Regions from separate parts of the Sus scrofa genome. Here region 1 is linked to region 2. A link is a contact called in public HiChIP or PLAC-seq data. All regions are on one chromosome and are shown on one strand. The core of a region is the stretch at or near the end of the contact, and the rest is flanking DNA. Distances in the headings are between cores, read along the strand shown.

Region 1 (7,079 bases), core at 1,977-4,476, 200 kb before region 2:
CTCTATTTAAAAGATCTTCTGCCTTCCCAGCAAGATCAGCAAACCAGGACATGATGGCAGCAGAATAATCCTACTGGTGAATCTGTTAAAAGAGACATAAAAACATCAGTGGGCTTAACAACAGAGCAGGGTGGCTAAGATCAGGTCTGGAGTCAGACAGTCCTGGGTTCGAAAGCCTAACCCTGCCTCTTACTATGTAACTTTGAGCAAACCGCTTAACTTTCCCTAGAAAGTCTCCCTAGAAAATGAGGAAAATAAGTGTACTTACACTATTGGATGGTTTTAAGATGAAATAACATATTAAAAAACACTTTGGAGTTCCCATTGTGGCGCAGCGGTTAACGAATCCGACTAGGAACCATGAGGTTGCGGGTTCGATCCCTGGCCTTGCTCAGTGGGTTAAGGATCCGGCGTTGCCGTAGGCTGTGGTGTAGGTTGCAGTCGCGGTTTGGATCCCACGTTGCTGTGGCTGTGGGTAGGCCAGCAGCAACAGTTCCGATTAGACCCCTAGCCTGGGAACCCCCATATGCTTCGGGAGCAGCCCTAGAAAAGGCAAAAAGACAAAAAGACAAAAAAAAACAAAAAACACTTTGAAAAAGGCCTAGCACATAGTATGCACTCATTTTAGTAGTTGCTGTTACCATATTCCAACTACCACTATTACTGTTGTTCTTATTTCAACGAAGGATAAATCTTAATGTAGCAAAAGCACCCAAATATCAAATAATCAATACCGCAAAATTCCAGTACACCCAAATAAAAACGACACTTCTCTGAAGTGTGTTTTAAGGTGCTGAAACTTGAAACTCCTCAGTAATACAAAAGCTACCTTAGCATTAAACGGCACCACTATCATGGGTAATTTAGGTGCCCATATATGTAATCTGTCTAAAGTACACCTTCGATAACTTAAATTCTCAGTACCTACCATTTGCACATTAAGCAAAGTTCTGAATAAAACAATATGACTGCATAGCCATTCATTTGATACATTAAGTATGAGTACTTATCCAGTGCCACAATAAATCAAAACAATGACAATGAAATCATCAGTCATCATGCTACAGAATAGTATATTAAAAAGTGAACAATTTCTTTCTTTTCTTTTTTTTTTTTTTTTTTTTGGCTCTTTAGGCCTGCATCCAGGCTAGGAGTCGAATTAGAGCTGTAGCCGCTGGCCTACGCCAGCCACAGCCACAGCAACGCAAAATCCCAGCTGTGTCTGCGACCTACACCACACACAGCTCACGGCAACGCTGGATCCTTATCTCACTGAGCAAGGCCAGGGATCGAACCCAAGTCCTCATCAATGTTAGTAAGGTTTGTTACCAATGAGCCACGACAGGAACTCCTCCAGCAACAGTTTTTTGAATGTGCACACTGTCCCTTCTGCCTGCAGAGCTCTTTCAAAATTAATTCTCATTTGTTCTTGGTAGTATTTAATGTCATCTGCAGAAAAAAACAGCTCTTTTTCATTCCATCCAAATTTGGTCCTATCATTCTCCAGTCGCACGCTATTCTTCTCCCTCATAGCCCTTTATGTTTTATCTGGGTTTTTTTCTTTTTTTTTCTGTTTCCCTTGGGGAAGAGGAGGAGCAGAGTCTGTGGGTAGAGGCCATGACTGTTTTGTCCAATGAATTCTCAGCACACAGTAGGCACCCACAAATACTGCCGAATGGAATTAATTTCTGTTAGATGCCCTGGAGACATTATCTTTAGCACACATAATTTTCACAACCACACTATGGCTAAGTAGCAATACTCCCCCACCCCCCCCTTTTTTTTTTCACAAATAGGGAAAAAAGGTTTAGAAACAGCCCAAAGTCTAGACAGCAGCTCAGATAGGGAAATCAGCCAAACCCACTCTTTTTTTTCCTTTTTGTCTTTTCAGGGCTGCACCCTCTGGCATATGGAAGTGTCCAGGCTAGGGGTGGAATGGGAGCTGTAGTTGCCAAACTACACCACAGATACAGCAACGCCAGATCCCAGCCTGCGTCCTACACCACCTCTCTCAGCAATGCCGGATCCTTGACCCACTGAGCGAGGCCAGGGATTGAACCTGCATCCTCATGGATCCTTGTCAGATTCGCTTCCCCTGAGCCACGATGTAAACTCCAAGCTCACTTTTTAACTCCTTCCTCCCCTATCTAGCCTCCCAGTATCTGAATAACCTAAAGAAGAAACTCACCCTCTAAACCTGTTCCTTGTAAAACGGGACGATTATATGCCCGTGTATTATTTCAAGGAGTTTAGGTGAAAGCAAATGAAAATGTAAGTGATATGTTTGATATATAAAACTCCCTACGATTTATTATTCCCAAATAAACGTTGGTGGTAATTAGGGGACAAATTATCTCTCCTAAGAAAGCAATCAAAACATACTTATTAATTCCTTATATCTTGCCTCCCACTTTAAAAGTTTTAAAGGGCCTTAAAACAAAAGCCTGTGCCTTTAGATTACCCAAATAAACACGAAGATGGACCCTGGGCACTTGCCCCAGGGGACGAACAAACAACTCCAACCGACTTCAGAGGTACAGAGCCCTCAAGAAATTCCCCCCAGTAAACAGTCCAGGCCCAAGTGGAGAGAAGGTGAGTGTGGGTGGGATGGGGATGGGTCGGACGGCCGCGGTGACAGGGGCTGTTACGAAAGCCAAGTATAAACATAGAGGAAGGGAGACTGCGGTCCGCCGGCTGGTCCCTAGAAGTCCGCTGTCAGTGGATACAGACCCCTACTTCGCCCCCCACCCAACTCGCTGAGCCTCTGGAGGGGGAAGAGCGGCCAAACGAGGCTGGGGGTGGGGAAGGGAAGAAAAAGGGGGGCACAAAGCCACGCCGATGGGGGCCCAAGGGGGCTCTCTGGTCCCCTTCCCAGCCCCAGCGGGGCGGAGAGACCAGAGTCTCCGCTGAAATGACGCCGCCCCCGCCCCTAATGCCGTTCGCGCCCCCTGCGGAACTATCCGGCCTACTAGGATCTTGCCGCCGCCTCACCTGAGGACTCTGAAGCGGCTGCTGCGCGGCCTCCTTTCCCTCCCGGGCCGCCCCCTCAACAGCCGGCCGGGAGCGGGCCCAGGCTGAGCAAACCCAGTCCCGCACCAGCCGCGGCTCAGCTACTCTTCCGGGAGACGTGGAAGAGCAGCGAGGACCCCAAAACAGAGTGGCTTCCGAGCTGCCTGAGCGGCCGGGAACCTAGAGCAGCCAGCTGAAGGCAACTCAGGCGGCAGCACCGGCGGCTTCGGGGTCCTCGCGCCTGGCCACGCCCCTTTTCCTCCCGTGGCGAGAAACGGGGTGGGCAGGGCTTGTGTGCGTGTGACGTAGCTCGCCTCCCGGGCGACGGCCTGCACGCGGCCGACACAACATTGCAAGCCACGCCCTTCGGGGGGCGGGCCCCGGTGCGGCCCACGTGAGTGGCGGAGGCGGTGCCCCTCCTGGAAGGAATTTGAGACTTGAGACCCGCCCGTGCTTACCTCTAAGGCACTTAGCTTAGGCCCTTCTGGTTTTTCATATGACGATGTTGAGGCCCACGGCAGGAGGTGGGAATACAGAAAATAAGATCCTTGATTTTATGCATTTTGCTTTCTAGTCGCAGGGGTATAGTAAGTAAACCAGTGGATGAACAGGAGGATTGCAGGGCCACCAGAGCTGTAAAGACGAGATAATGGGGGGTGGGGGAAGTACTTTAAATGATATTATGGTCAGGGAAGTTCTCTTTGAGGAGGTGACATCTGAGTTGAGACCCAAAAGTGAAAAAGGCCAGTAAAGGGCTTTCCGTACAGCAGTCTTGTAGTTGTGTATATGCACACAGTTCACTGAATATTTGAAATGAGTCTGAAATCCACGTTCAGTAATTCAAAAAAGGAGTTCCCCTTGTGGCTCAAGGGAAAAGAATCTGATTAGTAACCATGAGGTCGGGGGTTGGATCCCTGACCTTGCTGGGTGAGTTAAGGATCCAGCATTGCCGTGAACTGTGGTGTAGGTCACTGATGATGCTCAGAGCCTGTGTTGCTGTGGCATAGGCCTGCAGGTGTAGCTCTGATTCAACCCCTAGCCTGGGAACCTACATATGCCTCAAGTACAGCCCTTGATAAAGCCAAAAAATTAAAAAAAAATAAAAAATTAAAAATAAAATAATGCAATGAATACTCAGCACCTACTTTGTGTGCAAGGTTGGACTAATTTGGCCTAAATAACAAGCCTACAACATAGTCCCAAGGACCTCAGAAGTTAGCTTATCTAAGATCACGTGCCCTAATAAGGAATCCACATTATTCCCTTAGGCACAGTGTTTTACTGTCTCCAAATTAAATATTGGGTGTGTTAACAGCTCCTTCTTTTCCACCTCTCAAGACAGGTTTAGCCCAGTCCAGTGAACAGAAAAACTCAGCAGCACTAGAAATAATAATGATGATAATAAGAGCCTCTAATTGTTCCTATGCCCTTATTGAGTGCTGTATATTGTGTTAAGTGTTAGACATGTTAGACATGTTTCACGTCTTACACTAGCCATAAGCAAGTACTGTTATTATCCTGTGGTAGGTGGCATTGTTGTTCCCCTCAGAGATGTAAAAAATCAAGAAACAAGCCTACATTAGATAGAGTTGGGAGACCAGAAGGGGGAGCTCTCACACTTTGTGACCAAAGTAGAGCCCAACCAGAAGTATCTTTCTTGGTAACAACTCAGCCAATGAAAAGCTTCAGACACTTTGTTTACTAAAGCCCTCCCAACTTCCTTTCCCCCTCTATAAAAGTGGTCTCCTTCCTTTGCACAGGTGCACAATTGCAGGCGATTCACCATGGTTGCAAAACCACAAACTGCAGGAGTTCCCTGGTGGTTCAATGGGTTAAGGACCTGGCATTGTCACTGCTGTGGCTCAAGTCGCTGCTAAGGTGCCAGTTTGATCCCTGGCCTGGGAACTTCCACATGTGGCAGGTGTGGCCAAAAAAGAAAAAAATGCAAATTGCAATTCTCTGCTGATCCCAGATAAACCCATCTTTGGCAGAGAAATACATGGGAGTCTAGTTGTTTCAGGTCAGTAAAGACTGTACGTCATAGCTGTTGCCATGTGACTACAATGCATCCTGTAGGAAGAGTGTCTTTTCCAGCCTTTCAGATGTCAGGCTTGATCATGTGACTTGATTTGACCAATAGAAGGGATATGCCTTTCACCACATCTGAGCAGTCATGTTAAGAGCCACTGTGTATTTCTACCAGGGCTCTTGATTTTTTCCTCTCTCATGAGAATGGCCTGTCCCAGATGGAGCTGTTCTCTCAGCCTGGGTCCTGGAAGGAAAGAGATGGGAAACAGCCCATGCCTTCCTAACAAATTACATGAGCACAAAATAAACCTTTGTTTTTAAAGATGTGAAATCATTTCTTACACAGCCTTGTCTAATGAAATCTGACTAATACATACCCTGTTTAACAGATGGAGACATTGAGATTTAGAGAGGTTTAAGTTAGGAGTTCCCTTTGTGGTGCAGTAGAATCGAATCCGACTAGTATCCATGAGGATGCAGGTTCGATCCCTGGCCTTGCTCAGTGGTTAAGGATCTGGTGTTGCCATGACCTGTGGTATAGACTGCAGACAAGGCTGGGATCTTAGGTTGCTGTGGCTCTGGCATAGGCTGGCCGCCTGTAGCTTTGATTCAACCCCCAGCCTGGGAATCTCCATATGCCATGGATGCAGCTCTTAAAAAAAAGAGAGAGATTTAAGTTACTTTCCCAAGGCCAAACAGGAAGCAAGTGGTGCATCTGGGACTGCAGAAATTTTTTTTTTTTTTTTTTTTTTAGGGAAGTTCCCCAACCAGGGGTCGAATCAGAGCTACAGCTGTCAGCATATACCACAGCCGGAGTGACGCCAGATCTGAGCTGAGTCTTCAGCCTACACTACAGCTCACCACAACGGGAACTCCAGAAACAGTATTGTTCATCACTGAAAGGATGAGAGTGAAAGAAGTTGAAGCGAACCAAATCTCCCATCCCGGCTGCCTAACCCTCAATGCCAATCTCATCTCAAGTAGCTTCCCTGCTTGACTCTCAAGGATGCCAGGAACATGGAGGTAGAACATTCTGCTAAAATGCTGGAGGCATGCAGGCATAGAAAGACCTGGTGGAGTTCCCCAGGCCTGAGGTGGGGGGCGGGATCTTCATCACTCCTCAGGAAGATGCCATCTTGCAGTTGCGTGTGACATTGGTGGAGGGGCCAAGTGGCAGGGCCAGAGTAGCCCCCTCCCCTTAGGAGCCAGGAGGCTGAGAAGGTGAGAGTCTCAGGAAGAAGGGCTAGTGCCAGACTGCCTGGTCCTAGAGGGCAGAGGGAGGAGAGAAAGATGCCTTGTGATGGGGCCAGGAAGGGGCACTGCTGTGTCATTGATCTCACCCCCATGTAAATTGCTGTTACTCTCTACTTAGAGGTACAGCATCTGAAGGCAGATGTGGTACCTGGGTGAAGTGACTCCCCCAGAGGAGCAGCCAAATAAATGTGTGCTTGCTTCAACTTGAGTCCTTCCCGACTGGCCTTTTCTCTCCCAACGAGAGAATTGAGGCAGCCCGCAGAGACTCAATGCCTTGCTTAACCCGTGCAATGTGATTCCCAACAGGTCTCCTCCACTCCATCCAGACAGGTGTCCCCCCCATTCTGAAGACAAGCCTTGTGTCTTCCCCGGGTGCTGGCCTTCTTTCATACTCACCACTCTTCCCATTCACCTACGTTGGGCTCCAAGGCCCCTTCAAGGAGATAGAACTCAAAGCTTCTGGCCAAGACAAGAGTTACCAGACCCTTCTCATCACCCCCCACCCCTGTCTCATTGTAATGCCCCCTCTCCCACCTTGAACGACCTGTCTTACTTCTTCCTACTCTCTACCAGGAAAGGTATGCGGCCCACTCTTCAGCCAGTCCCTATGGGCCCTTATATGCTCCCAACCAGCAAGTGTATGTGAGACCCCTCTTTCTCCAACCAATCAGCAGGTCAGCAGATGTATCCCGAGACTTCTCCTCTCCCTGAGCTATGAAAACACACAACCACTGGCCCGGGGTCGGCTCCCCCTGACCATCAGGAAGTCCCACTGTGCTTGCAGTGTC
Region 2 (7,192 bases), core at 3,960-6,459:
CAGCTCACCTCCGTGCCTTTGCGTGGGCACTGCCCCCCCATCGCTGCCCACCCAGCTCTGCTCATTTGTCACTGCCTGAATGACACACCAAGGGGACGAGTCCCATGCAGCAGGGACTCTCGCCATGACAGATGGAATCTGTGCCGGTCGTCGGAAGGATGGCGTTTGTTTGTCTGTCACCTGTCCTTGCCTGCCCTCTGCTCTGGCCCCGGGGCTGGGAGGCAGGAGCTCCCGGGAGGACTGAGAGGGCAGCGAGGGCCCCGGGGCAGGTGCTCCCTTCAAAGGGCACGCCCATTCCTAGCGGGTTTCCAATTTGATTTCCTCATCTCCTGGGTTGAAAGACAGGAGTCCTTGTTGTATTTTAAGCTTTTAACACGTGCTACCTCAGTCAAGACCAAGAAACAGGGACCCAGGCCCAGGCTAAGGCCTGTCAAGTGGCTGAGGCTCCCCAGCCCCGAGCTGACCCCGGGTCCCTACCCCATGCTCTTCTCCATGCTTCTCAGGGGTGCCCTGGGGCTTCTTGGGGTGCCCTGGGGCTTCTCAGTGTGCACTGGGGCTTCTCGGGGTACACTGAGGCTTCTCAGAGGGCACACAGGGGCTTCTTGGGGAGCACTGGGGCTTCTCAGCACCCGAAATAAAGGCTTAGGCTGGTGAGCAGTCTTTTGCTTCCTGTGGGCCAGTCTCTTTTAGGGTCTGGAAGCGGGTGAGCATCCCAGCTGACTGCCGGCCAGGACCACCTGGGAGCACTGGCCTGGAAAGCAAAGAAACCCAGGGCAGTGAGCAGAGTGGCAGCTGGGACCCTGAATTCATCGCTGGCTCCTGTTCCGGGTGGGCCTCGGTCAGGAAGAGCTCCCAGTTTAGAACCGCGAGTGCTGAAGGGCTCCTTAAGGGGTTCAGCAGGACCCTTGCATTATGTCAGGCACAAGGCAGGAAGCCAGGGCTCTCCCAAGCCCTGGGGCCTTGCCCAGGCAGCCCCTTGCAGGCCCGCGGCTCTGGAGTCCTGGGTTCTAGGCCCAGCTCCCCCCCCCCACCCTGGGTAAGACACTTCCTCTTTCCGGGTCTCTTTTCTTGCTGTCATATTAGGGGATTGGATGAGGTCTGTGATGGTCACATTTTTTCCAAGACTGGGATCCTTTTGCAAATTTTTTTTTGTTTTTTTTTTTAGGTCCACATCAGCAGCATATGGAAGTTCCCAGGCTAGGGGTTCAATCAGAGCTGCAGCTTCCAGCCTATCCCACAGCCACAGCCACACCAGATCCAAGCCGAGTCTGTGGCCTACACAGCAGCAGCTCATGGCAACACCCGATCCTTAACCCACCAAGCAAGGCTAGAGATCAAACCCACACCCTCATGGATACTAGTTGAGTTCTTAACTTGCTGAGCGACGATGGGAACTCCTCAAATAAAATCTTACACAGACCCTCAGATTATCAACTACATGAAAGCTTGTGGGCGCTGAGCACACACGACCTCAGGGACGCCAACCGCTCGGTTAGTCCAGCATCTGGCCGCCTGGCAGTCACAGCTTCAGCAGCATCTGTCTCCCACCTCGCCTGCACTCCACCAGCTAATCCTCTGGCTCCATCTTCTCACGTCTTCCATGCCCACTGCCCCTCAACCCCGGCATTCTCCCCCGGCCTCCACAGGGGCCTCCTTGCCTCTGCTCCTGCTCCCCCATCTGTCCTCCATACAGCCCAAATCCAAACCATCTCCCTCTGTGCACACCCCACCCGTGGCCCCCCGTACCCCACTCACACAGAGCACCCCCCAAAGCCTTTACCCCACCTGCCAGCCTTTTTTCTATCCTCCTCTCCCCCACTCCACTCCAGCGCCCCCCGCCTCCTGGTGTCCCGCATCCCAACCACACCCCCACACCCCCAGGAACATGACTCAGTCTCCCCACTTCCTCAGGCCTCAGCTAAACACCAGCTTTTGGGAGTGACCTTCCCTGACCACCTTCTCCAGAATATCCCCTCCTGGTCCCACACCCCTAACCCTGACCTTGTCTTTTCTGGGAAGCTTAGCTGCAGGCCACCTTGGGGCTTGGATTAACGCTGGGCTCCTGCCTCCACCTAATGCAGATACTATTTGTTGAACGAAATTGAATGAATGCAGGAGAGAAGTGACAGCCTCCAGAGCACTGGGCAGCCTGTCTGCATTTTCTTTCTCCCCTGTCGGCGTTTTCAGCAAGAAGTAGACAGCTTGCTTGCCAGGATCCTCACACTCCTATTCCAGGGGCTGACATCCAGGCAACCCCCTCCTAGCCTATGGGTGTGGGGTGGGAGGTATTCCCCTAGCCATCTGGACAGCCATCTCCTGCCAGAGAGGAGGAGGGGGCTCCAGGGGGCAGGGTGGAAAGACAGCTCAGTTAAGGACTCAGGACCCAGCCCTGAGTGGCGAGCAGGATCTGGGGGCGGCCTGGGGGTGAGAGGTCATACGGGATAGCTCCTCAGCATCTCTGAGCACTGTAACACAGGTAGATGTGCAGCCCAGGAACAGAGGATCAGGGGGGCGCCTGAGAACCGCCTTCTAGCATTTGCATGTCAAGAAGGATGGGGCTCCTCTGAACAGCGACTCTAATGGGAGAAGTTGGAGGAAGACTACAGCTTAAGGTCAGGAATTCCTTTCTTTGGTATCTGCCTGCCGGAAAAGCTACCTCAGTGGTAGGGAGTTCTCCATCACTGGAGGTATGCAAGTATCTTTTGGGAATGTTGTCAAAGGGATTCCTGTGCGGGGTGTGAGATTAAATAAGATGCTATCTAGTAATTCTTCCAACTCCAAAGGTCCTTTTAAATAAAGCAGCATTTTTAGGAACAAACTAATATTTACGTAATACTTGGGATGTGCCAGGCGATGTTCTAAGCAGATCTGAGCTGGTGGGTTAAACTTTAGCTGCCTATGGGCAGCCACTTAAATATTAATTCATCCAATCCTTATAACACCTTACAAAGCAGGTGTTATTATTATGCCCAGTTTACAGGTGAGGCCAAGGCCAGGTCTCTTGTCCAAGGTTAAACAGTTGGCAAACAGAGGGGTTACACTCAATACATGATAATCAGCAGGAATTATGACTAGTACAAACTTGCCCTACAGGCCCATGTGCAAAACTTTTAATGCATTATCTCATTTAATTCTCACAATAACTTTAAAGGGTAGTTACTATTACTTTCATTTTATAGATAAGTAATGAGGGGCAGAGGCTTAAGCAAGTGACCCAGTCATGAACAGAGAAAGGCAAGAGGAAGCAGGTAAGGAAAGGTCCTTCTGGGGAAAATACGGGAAGTCAGAGAGCTCAGGACCCTGGCCCCTCACCTCCCCTTCCTCCCTGGGAAACTCCTAGCTCCTCCCATCAATACTGGGTGTGGTCGATACTTGCCCCTGGGGGGTCCCCTCCCCAACAGAATTTCCAGTTCCTCCAGCCCAGTGGCATTTGTCTTTCCATTTCCAAGGGAAAGCCTCCAGGCGGAACTTCCCGGCTGGCGCGGAAATGGGGGAGAGGGGAGGAGGAAGACATTCGGAGGCAGTTGCTTACAGGCCCCTCGGAGACACCCCTCCCACTTGCGTGGGGGCCAGGCTGCCCCCCAGTTCGGAACTGCTCAAGAACAGCCCAGCCCTCTGTTTTAAGCAGCGGGAGAACTGAGGCCCTGGAAGCTGCGATCGCAGAGAAGGCCAGGCAGCAGCTGGGTGTCCATCGCTGAAGGAGTCAGAGACTTTTAAACCCCAAAGCCGGGAGCGAGTTCCCCCGAGGGGCGCCCATCAGCCTTGGCCCCCAGAAAAGGTCTAAGAGGCTTTCCCAGGAATCTGGCTCCACTGGAGCCTCCTCAACCCTCTGAAGCTCCCCGGGACGCCGGCTGGGCTGGGCGGGGCAAGGGAACCTACTCCTCGGAACGCAGCCCTGAGCGCCGTGCGAAAGTTCGAGGTTGCGAGGTGGCGGGTGGGGGACAAGAAACAAGCGACCCCTCTCGAAAGCCAGTTCCCAAGCCGGTCCCGCTTCACGCATTCCAAGCTGCACCTTCTCCCCGGGGGATCCCGAAGGCCACGCGCAGCTCGTGCGCCCTGGACCCTCCCCGTGCCCCAGGCTTCGCAAAGGCCGGTCCGAAGGTCACCGTCCCTACACCCGCTAAAGGGGTGGGGGAGGGGGTCCCGGTGGGTCTTCGGTCTAGGCGGGCCGGCCAGCTATTAGGCCGCGCGCGTCCCAACTTACGGGGACCCAGGTCCCCAGCCCCATGCCCGGCCGAGTGCCAGCACCCAGGGAAGCGCGCGGGGCACGGGCGGAGCGGCGGAAGCGGGAGGCTGGCGGGGCTCGGACCGCAAGGGATTGCAGTTAACCTTCCAGCGGGACTAGAGGCCGGGGAAGGGGCCGCGTTCACACAGTTCCTCCGCTCCGGCTCTGACAGGTTCGAGACACCCCTCTGACACCCGCCCGGCCGGTCGCCTAACGTGCCGGCTGGTTTTCCGGCGAGCGATGTCTGGGCTTAAAAGTTTAGCCAAGTCTCCAGGTCCTGCAGAGGCACCAGGGCCGCCCCCTTCGGCGCAGAACCCGGGTCCGGCCTTGGCCGTGGCCAGGGGCTCTGTCTCAGCCTGACACCCCGAGGTCCCGCGGCTGGGGCTCCTCTGGGAGTTCGAGCACCCTCGGGGGCGGGGAGGAGTAGTGGGGCGAGAGGGACGCGGGCCGACCGGGGCCCGGGGACCCGGAGGGAGGAGGGGGCGTCGGCCCCGGACTTACCCCGCGGGGTCCGCTCGCGCGGGCGCCCCGGCCCGTCGGATCATGCCGCCGGCAGCTCCGGGACGATGAACGCAGGGGCTCAGGCTCCGGGCGGTGCGGGTTGCGGGGCCCCGGGCGCCCGCATGTCCCTGGCGCTGCCCTCGGGAAGGGCCCGGGCAGGCACCGCCGCCAGCCCCGCGCCCAGTCGGGAAGCCGCCGCCGCCGCCGCCGCCGCCGCCGCCGCGCTCTGGGGCGCTCGCTCCCTCTACTTCCTGTATCGGAGCGAGCGGGGCTTTCAGGAAGAGGCTGGCCTTGGTGGTCAAGTTTTTTTTTTTTTTTTTTTGTCAAAAGCCTCTCGGCGGCGGCTCGCGGCCCCGAGCCCCCCTGGGGCATACGGAAGCCCGGCGGCCGCGACCCCGAGACCCGGCGGCGTCGGACCGAGGCGCTGGGTGCCGGCGTCCAGCCGCGGGGTGCTGCCTCCGCCGCTCCGGCGGCTCCGGAGACCCGGGAGAAAAACTTAGAGAAAAGTTTTCAACTTGGCGCAGAGTCGCGTGGGAAGGAAGGCGCTCCCGCTTCTGCTCCTCCGGCAGGCGGGGGAACGAACGTGGGGCAGGTGGGGAGGCCAAGGGCTCTTCCCAGGGCACTCTCCCGCCCTACCTCCTGTCTGAAGGAGCCTCAAAATCGCTCAAGGCCAGTCCCAGAGCCTCCTCCACATCTGTGACAGGTGGCCATGCTGCCTCCTCTTGGATGCCTCCGCTGACGATGAACTCACTACCTCATAAGGCAGTTCATCCGCCACACCAGGCATCTAATTCACCTGTCCTAGGTACCATACTTAGATGGGAGCAGAGGGAGAAAGCCAGTCAGTTTACACAAATACACCACCTACAGCAACCCTGGCGGGACCAGAAGACCACTCTTCTAAATGCCTGGGTACTCCAAAATGCCTCCCTGAGCTAGGACTGCCCTCAGAGCATTTCACAGTGACTAGTCAGGACTGCACCCCTGCAGGGTGACCTCTGTCTACTGCAGGGTTTCTCAGCCTTGGCACTGTTGATATATGGGACCGGATAATGCTTTGTTGTCGGAGCTGTCTTGTGCATTGTAGGATGTTCAGCTGCATCCATGGCCTCTGCCCCCTCTGCCAGTAGCATCACCCCCTCCTTGTAACAACTGAAAATGTCTCCAGACATTGCCAAGTATCCCTGGGCACCAGAATCCTCCCAGTTGAAACCCACCTATCTAACTTTATTTCATAGATAAGGAAACTGAGACTTAAAGCAAGGAGGTGGCTTGCAGCAAGATGAGGTGCAGACTGGACTGACGCCCAGGTAAAAAGCATCTGGAGGCCGCGTTACCCTCCATCCCTCTGCTTGCTCATCTCTAAAGGTGGGAGTAAATGGGGTGGCACACCAGAATGACATGATTAGTCCTTTGCTGTTGCTAAAACAAGCCTCTAGGCCGCTCCTGGGGCTCCCTGGGCCCCAGGGATGAGTTCTAGCCAACACTCACACGTAGAGTAGTCTTTCAGACCCCTTTATACTGATCTAGACTGTGATTAACCCTACTTTTCCATGTACCCCCTCCCCAAATAAAAATTTCCTTCAGCTCCCTGGGCCACCTCTGAGAGACTCAAGACAAGCCCCTCTAAAGCCTCGGTTCCATGGAATCAGCCCCAAGGGTCTTGTCTCATCCCCACAGAGGCCTCTGCAAGGCCCGCTGCTTACCTGCTCTGTGAAGTTAGGATTCCTCCGGTGGCCACCTGACGAGGTCCCACTTTGACCCTGTTGCTGGCAACTGACCAAAGGGGAGGCGCCAAGATTCCAGAAATCTGAGCAGCCCCTTGTAGTTCTGGCCTCTGCCAAGGTTGCCCTCAGACCCCTTCCTGGGTCCCCTTTGCACACTTCTCTCCTGGGAATGGATCTCAGGGCTCCTACTGGGAAGTGAAATCTACTGCTCTTTGGGCCGGCAAGCTCTTTCCTCTACCCTCACCTTTTTTGGTTAACAGCACCCTGGAACCTGGTTTCCATTTAAGGAGTCACCTCTCCTCAATTGGGTTCAGATGAAGATAACAAGATTCTACCGCCATTTTAGAGGGAACACATGATTCTAGTCTGGCCAATCAGAGCCCTACACTTACTGGGCCCAGTGATTGGCTTATGGATGAACACATGACCAAAGCTGGGCCAATAAGATCCCTCCCTGGGACTTTTTGTTGGCACTGTCAGGGAATGCCAGCCGTCTTCCCCTCCCCCCAAGCTGGCCTTAGTCTGGGAGAGTATAGACTTGGGGCAGCCCAAGAGACACCTGGACCACCATGAGGTGAAGTGGTGCTCAAGAAGACAGGCAAGATGGAGGAAAGCAATGCAGAAAGACCATGCCCTAGTGACATCTTCGAGGCCTAGATCCTGATAGACTTAAAGCCAGATGCACCGTGAGACATCTCAGGTACAAGAACCAATATAGTCCTTCTTAAAAAACTCAAAC

Evidence for each region. HiChIP or PLAC-seq counts read pairs in DNA pulled down with a chosen protein or histone mark.
Region 1: an H3K27ac HiChIP or PLAC-seq map of alveolar macrophages shows a contact between it and region 2. The contact joins the promoter of GOLGA5 here to the promoter of RIN3 in region 2. A contact is called at or near these places in 1 of 5 promoter capture datasets (liver) and 1 of 2 datasets of contacts at active chromatin or transcription factors (alveolar macrophages).

What each region holds. Positions count from the first base shown.
Region 1 is chr7:114,233,206-114,240,284 of Sscrofa11.1, reverse strand. It overlaps GOLGA5 (golgin subfamily A member 5), which reads right to left and starts at 3,226. Exons shown (of 13, transcript XM_013989218.2): 1 at 2,992-3,226; 2 at 1-82. The coding sequence starts at 52.
Region 2 is chr7:114,033,154-114,040,345 of Sscrofa11.1, reverse strand. RIN3 (ras and Rab interactor 3) reads right to left here and starts at 5,209. Exons shown (of 11, transcript XM_021099628.1): 1 at 4,727-5,209. The coding sequence starts at 4,770. It overlaps LOC106507755 (a long non-coding RNA gene), which reads left to right and starts at 4,311. Exons shown (of 3, transcript XR_001303996.2): 1 at 4,311-4,397; 2 at 5,965-6,036.